Linked DNA regions of Sus scrofa: regions 1 and 3 are each linked to region 2. Evidence: chromatin contacts called from public Hi-C data. All regions are on one chromosome and are shown on one strand. The core of a region is the stretch at or near the end of the contact, and the rest is flanking DNA. Distances in the headings are between cores, read along the strand shown.

Region 1 (3,202 bases), core at 687-3,186, 39 kb after region 2:
GAGAGTGGCAGAGGACAAACCCTGGGGGAGAGGCAGTTCCAGCCAAAAGATGAGCGTAGCTGGGGAGGAGAGATAGGGCATCAGAAGAGGAGACTAGCAGGAGGTGGAGGGGGCTCGTGGAAGAATCAAACAAAAGTGGTTTAGGTGAGGGAGGAGGAGAGCCTGCAGGAGCACAGACCTTTGCTCCCCTGATCTTCAGCAAGGATGTGGCTAGGGTCTCTGAGACCCCCTGGAATGCAGTTTGGAGGTTACCAATGCCTCCATCCCCTTGCTGGGCAGGAGGTCGAAACCTCACAACATGACTTGACCATGTGGTATTTACTTTTTTTTTTTTTTGGTTGCCCTTTGTCATATGGAGCTCCCAGGTCAGGGATCAGATCCAAGCCATAGCTGCTATCTAAGCCGCAGCTGTGGCAACACCCGATCCTTAACCCATTGTGCTGGACCAGGGATCAAATCTGCTTCCCAGTGCTCCCAAGATGCTGCCAATTCCATTGTGCCACAGCAGGAATTCTGGTGGCATTTACTTTTGAGGAACTGACTGGCTTTAGTTCCTCTGAAGTGTTGTATAGATCGGACAGAGATGATTCAACTTTCCTTTATTGCTCTTCCTCAATTTGGAGTTGCCAGTTAAAACAGAAGACACTTGGTTAAATCTGACTTTCAGATAAGCAGCATTTCTTAAAAAGTAAAAGTGTGTCTCAAGTATTATATGGACATACTTGTACTAAAGGGGTATTTGTTTGCCTGAAATTCAAATGTGAATGTCCTATATATTTATTGCTAAATCTGAGAACTCTACCTCAGCTGAATTTTGGAAGAGTTTAACAAAGCACTTTAGGAGTCTGAAAAGGAGTCAAAAGGCTCTCCAGAAGAACGTTAATGAACACACAAACTTTGTCAAATTCTCAATGGCCTAACATAGGCCAAAACAAGAAGCTCACTGACTCTATTAAATCAGGATGACAAAACACTCTTCATTATTAATGATTGAGATGTAATTCACATACCATAATGTTCACTCATTTAAAGTACACAATTCAGTGATTTTTAGAATAGAGTTGTGCAGCCACCACTAAATACACTTTAGAAGTTTCACTGCCTTTAAAGAAACCTAGTACCCGTTAACAACCACTCCCCATTCCCTGCCTCCTCCCTCCTGCTGCTCCCCAGCCCTAGCCCCTGGTAACCACCCGTCAACTTCTTCTTCTTTAAATGTTACTATTCTAAAAAATTGCATTCTAAATGGAATCTATAATATGTGGCCTTTTGTGTCTGGCTTCTTTCACTTGGCATGTTTTCAAGGCTCATCTACATTGCAGCATGTGTTCCTTTTCATGGACTAATAATATTCCTTTGTATATAAATACAATTGGCCTATCCATTCATCCCCTGTTGAACATTTGGGTTATTTCCACCTTCCGACATTATGAATAACTCTGCTAGGACAGAACATTACTGCACAAGTCTTCGTGGGGACACAGAGTGTCATTTCTGATGCAATTGTTGGCCATGTGGTAGCTCCACGTCTAATACTGAGACTAACTCCCAAATGTTTTTTCCAAGAAGCTGTACCATTTTACATTCTAAGGGTTTGTTTTCTTTTTTTAATTTTTAAAATAACCTTCAGAGTTTCCTCGGTGTCCCTAAAAACGGCCCGCTCCCAGGGCCGCCCCTACGGAGCCCCAACGGTCTCCTCCCAGCGCCCAGGCCGCGGGAACCGGGGGCCCAAACACCCCCCCGCCTGCACTGTGGGAAAGGTAGTTTCGGCCCCTCCTCCACAGCGCTCCCCGTCCGGAAAACAGACGCCATGCTGAGGCTCTGTGGACATTGTAGTTTCCTTCCTAGTTAGCCATGCAGAGACTACGTTAAGGAAAACTACAATCCCCAGAATCCCGCGGCGCAACGGCAGCCGAAGCGGCCAATCCGCGCGCCGCGCTCCCGCCTACCCTCTGGTCCGGGCCGCTCTCCAGGGCGTCTGTAAACACAGCCAGAGCCTGTCATGGAGGGGGAGGAGGAGGCGGTGGCGGCGAAGGGAGGCGTTCTGGGCCGCCTCCAGGGTCCGCTCTGCCATTCCTGAACTGGTCCCTCATTCCCGTGACTGTGGCATCAGGGAAGGGAACTGTTAGGCAAGAGAAGGGGGCAGTCAGAACCATATCCCCTTCTTCCCCCGGGGCGGGGCCGGGCCGGGCCAGACCGGCTGAGCAGAGGGAGGGTCGGGGGAGGGAGCGCCCGACCGGGCCGGCCTGTCTGCCGAGATGGATGACAGTAAGGTAAGTCCTGGGGTTTGCACGCGCAGCGCCGCCGCCTGCTTGTCGCTAAGTGCTCGTCCAGCAGCCGAGCCTCACTCCGTAGTCCACGCCAACACCCGAGAAACACCTGCCTTAGGCATCCTTGCGCCTCCAGCTGTGACCCCAGGTACCCTGGCAGGAATTCAGGGAAGAGCGGCCTGCGTTTTTCCAGCAAGGGCCCACTCCTCTGGAAAATGTTCACACCCAAGGCCAACGGGTTGGTCAGCTTTTCCAACCTTAGTCCTTGACTTGCCTCCCGAGATAAGTGAAGAAACTACTGTGCCTTCTCTGTTCCTTCCCTTGCCGCCTCCCAGCTTTTCTCCACTTGGGAGCCCTTTCACTAGGGCACCCTGAACCGGCCCTGTTCCCCTCGACGGTCTCCCTTTCTCCTCTCAGGCTCGCTTACTCAATGCCCCATTCATATATTCGGTTCACTCCCCTCTGTGCTATTTTCCTGTGGTTGGTTGGAACGCACTGCTAAGCTCCTGTTGCTATTCGTCCAGAGTCTGGAATCTAACCTCTTCTCGAAAGCCTTCTCCAAGAAAAGGGGTGAATTTCTTCTTGTTAATCTGTCTTAATATTCCATCCCCATCCCTCTTTCCCTATCCACATCATTTATCCCTATGAAGATAAGGTCACAAACAATATTGGTTAATTCCTACAGTTTACATATAACCTTTCTGTCTGAACACAGCAGTGTTGTCCCGTTATATTTCGTGAGGATAGTGATGGTCAGTTTGTTGATCATCAGCTTATTGATGTTCTAGAATGTTTAGGAAGTTGGGTTTGCTGTTGTTTTTTTTAAGGAATCAGACTTCTAGAATTTGCCAGTTTTCAAAGTAGACACTCAGTTCCCTCTGCTTTCCACAGGTCTTACTTTCCACAGTCTCTGGCATGCTGCTTGTGGTAGC
Region 2 (3,064 bases), core at 408-2,907:
AGAACACTGGGTAAATAAAAACTTCAGAGAGTTTAAAACACCCTGCATCTTAACTCACTTCCCCTTGATGCAAGGGGACGGCACTGCAAACCCCCGGGCAAATGAGATTATGTAACAGGTTTTTCCTCTCCACTTTATTCATCACAGGCTGGATGGAGGTGTGCTTTCTCCAAACGATTCGAGGCACTGGGGATTTTATTTAGGATCTTTGCAGCGGACGGTTGAGAAACTTCTTCAGGATTTTGCCATATCCATTCATTTTAAGATCTCCTTATATTTTCTCAAGTTAATTCCCAGGTTGTTATTGTTGAAGTTTTAAAGGAAATAAGCCCGGCAGCACCTGAAATCTTCAGTCTTGCACAAATATTTTCCTCCCCGGTGTTTCATTACATGAAAAGTACACTCGATACACAGACCCTCGGTTGTCTCCCCGGGCTTTTTCCTTTCTCACGTTTTAGGGTTAGTGTAAATAAAGAAGTCACTGGCACACCGAGCCCCCAACACCCTGCCTGTGTAGGAGGGCGGGGGCAGCGCATGAAAAGCGAGTTGGTGGAAGAAAGCGGCCCCGTCACCACCCAGGTGGCCCCGCTGCTTACACCCAGGGCGAGTTGGGGATAATGGGAACCGTCAGGCCGGGGCCCCACTTGGCAGGCGTGTTGTGTAACAGTCGCGCCTGGAAGCGAGCGGCTTCGCCCGCGAAGGGACCGCGACCGCCGGCGGCTCCTGGCGGCGGGACCCGGCCGCTCGGCCCCAGTCCCCGCGCCGTCCCCCGCCCCCTCCCCGCGCGGCCCCCCTCGTCCCCCCCCCCAGCTTCCCACGCGCGCGCCGCTCCGGGCCGCGGTCGCCCCCACCCCGCCCGCCCGCCCGCCGACCCGGGCCCGGCCGCCGGGAGGGCAGAGCAGCCGGGGCGCGCGAAGGAGCGTCCATGCTGCCGGCGCGGCGGGCGCCCGGCCCCGCGCCCTCCCACCCCGCCGTCCGCGCGGCCACTTACTTGGGGAGCTACCGACCTCCCGGCTCTCTCGGGGGGAAATGAAAGTTGTCACGGCGTCTCCCCGCGGGGCCCCCTCGCCTCCCGGACCTGCGAGGCGCCGCGGCGGAGCCGGGAGGGCGGCTGCGCTCCTGCTCGCGTCCGTCCCGTCGCGCTCTCCTCCTCCTCTTCTTTTCACTATATTATCTTCTCCTGCTCGGAGGGGCGGGTGGGGGCGGGAGGCTTAGGAAGCGAGGAGAAGTTTGCAACTTTTCTTCACTCTTTCTCTCCCCCCCACCCCCGATCAGCCTTGAAAAAACACTGCTGAAAGGGGTGAGGAACCTGGGGAGGTGGGGGGGCGGCGGGGGCAGGGAGAGGTGATGATAGTCGTTTGAAAACTGATCAGAGCCCCCCAAACAGGGACACCCAGAAAGAGGGGGAAAGGCGGGGGGGGTGGGGTGGGGGTGGGGGAAAAGAGAAAGAGTCGCTGGTCAGGAAACTTCAAGCGCGGATGAGGTCATTGGTTTAAAAATAAAGAGATGGCGTCACTTGAAACCAATCCCAGTGAATGAACTCAGCGGAGCCCCGGGGAAAGGAGGAGACAGGCGAGGGCAGGGCGGTGGGCGCCGGGCGGGGCCGCGCGCCGCCCGCCCAAGTCCGGAGCGGGGCTCGGCGCCTGGTCGCGGCCGCTCGGGGAGGGGACGGGTCACGTTCCGTTCCGGGGCCCGGCGGCTCCGGGGCAGGTTCCGCGGGCGCCGCTGGGAGGAGCCGGGCGGCTGGGGGAGGCGGACCCGCGGCCTCCTCCTTCCGCGCCCGCGTGCCCGCCGCCCCCGGGGGCCCCGAACCCCGACCTCCCTGCCTGGTCTCGGCCGCGCGCCTTAGCGCCGCGCCCCAACAGGTATTTCAGGGTCGCATCCCCCACCCCCACGCCAGCGAGGAGCAGAACCTTTTCCTCCTGGTTGGGCTGTTTCCAGCTGCCTCCCCAGCGTGAAGAAACGCAAACAATGATTTGAGAGAATTACAATCGCTCTTTAAAAACCCAAAATGCAGGGCACCGCCGTCTCTTAGGAAAGAGAAGTAACAGGTACTTTAAGAAAAATCACATTCAGGTGGTCAGGCACTCAGCTGCCTCTCTGTGTCTGTCATTGAAAGCCCCCACCTGAATGCTCCTAATATTCATTATTTTACTTTGATTAAATTTACTCAACATTTCCTATTTACAAATGTAATGGGAATGAGCAGCCTAAAATGCTCTTTAGAGGTATGTTCTATATCGGGCAGCACAGAATCATCTTGAAATCAAAACAGAGGTTCACTGCCTCTTGAGAGGTGCAAGACCCCATTGATTTAACTTCACACACTTCGTGCATTTTTAAATTTGGACTAATTAAAATAGCTTTGTTTTGAAACTACATTACACACTTGGGGAAACTAGAGACCTGAGGTGGTGACAATCCAGGACTTGGAATCACTGACTAGGACAATCAGATCTTTATTCTAGTGTTCTTTGAGCATTTGAGCATGAAGCTGCTTCAACTGAGAAGTACTCACGTGGATATCACATAACAAAGATGTGATTAATGACGGAAAAGCACACTGCGAGTGAACTGCTCCAGGAGCCAGAATTTGTAGGCAGGAATAGTGTATCTCCTCAAGTGTTCCATTTGCAATGTACTCAATTTGGGACCTTGGTCCCGAAAGTCATCTTTGTTCGGAAATGTCTGTTTGGACACTTCCAGGGGCTTTTTGTTTGCTTGTTTAATTGGCAAAAGAACTGAAAAGCAGGTTTGGAGTGAGAAAGCTGAAACATCTCCATACTCCCTTTCTGCCTTTAAATCGTGCAGCTAAAGTGCATTTGCTATTATAATCATTTCAGGTTAGTATTAGGGTAAGCCTCTAGGAGCTTCCAGCCCATGTTTTAGAGGAGAAAAAGGAGTCCACCTGGAGATGGGAATGCGCTGAGCACATCAGGCAGTCACTGAAGCCTGAAGGCCATAGATTTGACCTCTTTTAAGACTTCTATGGAGGGGAAGCAATCGCTCCCTGCGCCCTGTCCTCTGGTGGCCACGGGCTGTTACTGCTTGTGCTCTTCCAGGA
Region 3 (3,023 bases), core at 64-2,563, 60 kb before region 2:
GGCCCGAAGAGGTGGTGCCTTGATTACGCCCATTTTACAGATGAGGAAAGAGAGGTTCAGAAAGACACAGGGTGGCAATTGGCAGAGCTGAGACGGGAGCCCAGCAATCTCAATCGCTGTGCTAAAACCATGTCTCTACATACCACAGAATTAATTGCAACGCTCTCTAGGATGTGGGGACATCCCTGCTGACACCTCTAGGGTCCTGCCCTCAGTTCAGCCTTATTTTACCAGGCTCAGAATGGCCATGGGCCTCTCCCAAACGGACAGAAGAGTCTTTCTTTCTCAAAGCCACATGGTGCCAAAGCTTCAATGAAGGAGAGAAAAAGCAAAGAGAGCTGGCCTGACCAGAGATAGCAGAGCTCTGTAAGTGCATTTCACATGAGACCAGAAACGAAGCTGATGGATGAACTACTGGAGAGAGGAACACGGTCCCGGGCCCTTCATGATCCCTGAGTTTGCAAATCAGTGGTGAGGCTGACGCTGCCTCTCGAGGACTTTCAGCCTATCCCCCACTGAACTATGCTCAGAGGGACGAGACTCTCTAACAACCGGAAACTGAAAGCCTGCTAGCCTGGGCTGTTCAAAGTCCAACTTTGGTGGTCCTAAAGAGTAAAATGTAAGCACGGCTCTAGAACATTCTAAGACAGAGGGGAAAAAAAAAAAAAAAAAGTAAAAACCCTAAGAGAAAGCAACCCACTATTCAGCCTCAAAACAACCCCCCAAAGCAAACAAAACAGCAATAACACGTTGTAAAACACATTATAAAACAAACAGAAACCTCTTTTTTTTTTAACCAATTTTTTTTTCAATTAATCTCTAGCACAAACCCAAACAGCCTGAAAGTATTTAACAGATTTCGTTGAAATCAGAGGATCCATTTAGTGCTCCGTCTGGCTTGAAATGTCCCAAACCCACACTCCTTGTCACTTCCAAAAGACACCCCCTCGGCCAAAGAGCACATTTTCCCTGATCTTTCTCTCGGACAATGTTCCACTCTGCCGACACCCTCCTTTATTGACAGTTTTTTCCATTCGCTGACCTTTCATTCATCGGTGGACTCTAGTGCCCCCAGTTTCATTTCATTAATTAATAACAGATGAGACTGCCTGATTTACCCGCACCCCTAAGAAGCTCTCTGTGACCTCCTCTGCAAATCAGTTCTGAAATATGCCTAAAATGTCCCTCTTCCTCTTACAAACTAGATCCACCCGAGAAGAGGAGTTCCATCCAGCTACGTAAACTTGCTGTTGCAAACAGCTGACAGGTGGAGCATAAAGAGTCCTGTCTGCCCTTGTCCTCATGCTGCTGTCCCCGGATCCCACGTCAGACCCCACTGCCAGAAGACGCAACCTCAGCTCTTTATCAGCCCCTTGGTTTACTGTGAATGCTGCACTGAAAAACTGACGTGCTTTTTGTTTTTTAAGATATCTTTTAAAGCTGTTCAAGGACTTGACTCACCATCCAGTATTGCCAGGTTTCTCCTGTCCCTAGATTTAATGTGGCTAATCATCTAGGAGTGGAGGAAACAGAACGCCAGACAGCCCATATGTGCTTCCCTAAGACAGACCTGAATCTGGAACGCCATGCCCACCCTGGCCCCTTGTGCTAGGCATTAGTTTTTAAGAAGAAGGAAGACACATAGGCAGACATTGCTGGCCTCTACAGAGCTGGATGAACAAGCGGACAAATTGCGGTGTTAAAATCCGTATTTCTGTTAGTCTTCCACAAATCCACCAGAAGAGTGAATGTTTATGAACAAAAACATACATGTTACTTTGGACAGAGAAAACATTTGGTGTAGCTTAAAGGCATTGATAATTTGTCCATCGCTTTATTCTAATTCAACCAAGAAACACCTCTTCCCTTAAGGGTACCCCCTTCGGTCCACAATTCCAATCATAAATATAACTTTCTATAAAAGTCAGTGTGAACCACCGATCCATTCTCAGAGGGAAAAAAATCTGCCAGGTTAAATAAAATACATATAACATGGAGTTCCCATTGTGGCTCAGCACATTAAGGATCTGGCATTGCTGCAAGGGGCAGTGCAAGCCAGCAGCTGCAGCTCCAATTTGACCCCTAGCCTGGGAACCTCCATATGCCTTGGGTGCAGCCCTAAAAAGACAAAAAAAACAAAAAGCAAAAAAACCATATGATAATAGCACTAAACAATTCCAATTAGTCACTTTTTTCTTCCCTCTGATCCTTGCAATCAGTTATTAACCACAGTGTTGTTTCTTAAAATGAGAGAACATTTACGTAATCTGGAGTTCCCGTCATGGCGCAGCGGAAACGAATCCGACTAGGAACTATGAGATTGTGGGTTTGATCCCTGGCCTTGCTCAGTGGGTTCAGGATGCGGTGTTGCCATAAGCTGTGGTGTAGGTGGCAGACACAGCTGGGATCTGGCATTGCTGTGGCTGTGGTGTAGGCCAGTGGCTACAGCTCTGATTGAACCCCTAGCCTGGGAACCTCCATATGCAGTAGATGCAGCCCTAAAAAGACCAAAAAAAGAAGGAAAGAATACTTACATAATCAACAAAAGTAGCATTGTATTACAGATTAATGATGTTAACTTTAAGATCTCCATTCTAAAGATGTATTCCTATCCTTTTAGTCAAAGCAGAGAGAAAGGTTAGCTCTGTCACTTTGAAAGCAATTCCCTGAAGGAAGAACCAAGGGCTGATCCATCTATGCTTCAGTTCAAGTTGGCAGTGAGTCCTAAGACTTGGTCAGCTGACAGAGCTGCCCAAACTGGAGGGGGCTTCAAGGCCACCCCTCCCCTACTGCGAAGGATCCCATGGCTATGAACACAAGTCTACTGACACAGAGCTCTACTTTATGCAAGACTTTTTTCTAAACCATCTTATGCAAATTTAATTTCTGTACATTAAGAAACTATATAAACTGCGAAAATGATTTAGTTTCTAAATATAGTCCCATGTAGTTGAATCCTTTTGTAAAACAAAGACCCCTTTTTGTGACCTAAGCATGTATTACAGATTCGCTTATTTATCCTA

The links. A called contact is a pair of places that touch in the nucleus more often than the background predicts.
Region 1: a contact with region 2 is called in a Hi-C map of skeletal muscle, with 4 times the contacts expected there. The contact joins the promoter of CREBL2 here to the promoter of DUSP16 in region 2. A contact is called at or near these places in 4 of 47 Hi-C or Micro-C datasets (fetal heart ventricle, heart right ventricle and skeletal muscle) and 2 of 2 datasets of contacts at active chromatin or transcription factors (alveolar macrophages and skeletal muscle).
Region 3: a contact with region 2 is called in a Hi-C map of liver, with 2.5 times the contacts expected there. The contact joins the enhancer-like site here to the promoter of DUSP16 in region 2. A contact is called at or near these places in 2 of 5 promoter capture datasets (fetal liver and liver), 11 of 47 Hi-C or Micro-C datasets (alveolar macrophages, embryonic fibroblasts, fetal liver and 4 more) and 2 of 2 datasets of contacts at active chromatin or transcription factors (alveolar macrophages and skeletal muscle).

Annotation. Positions count from the first base shown.
Region 1 is chr5:59,829,931-59,833,132 of Sscrofa11.1, reverse strand. It overlaps CREBL2 (cAMP-responsive element-binding protein-like 2), which reads left to right and starts at 1,936. Exons shown (of 4, transcript XM_021092337.1): 1 at 1,936-2,273. The coding sequence starts at 2,259.
Region 2 is chr5:59,868,495-59,871,558 of Sscrofa11.1, reverse strand. It overlaps DUSP16 (dual specificity protein phosphatase 16), which reads right to left and starts at 1,657. Exons shown (of 7, transcript XM_021092338.1): 1 at 992-1,657.
Region 3 is chr5:59,928,656-59,931,678 of Sscrofa11.1, reverse strand. The region is part of intron 3 of DUSP16 (dual specificity protein phosphatase 16); the gene reads right to left. Among named protein-coding and RNA genes, the nearest start is that of DUSP16, 60 kb to the right of the region's middle. Within about 2 kb of position 1,313, at least 18 of the 83 cell types and tissues checked have an H3K27ac peak or open chromatin away from gene starts, as enhancers often do. A contact at or near this core is called in fetal liver and liver, where this site is marked.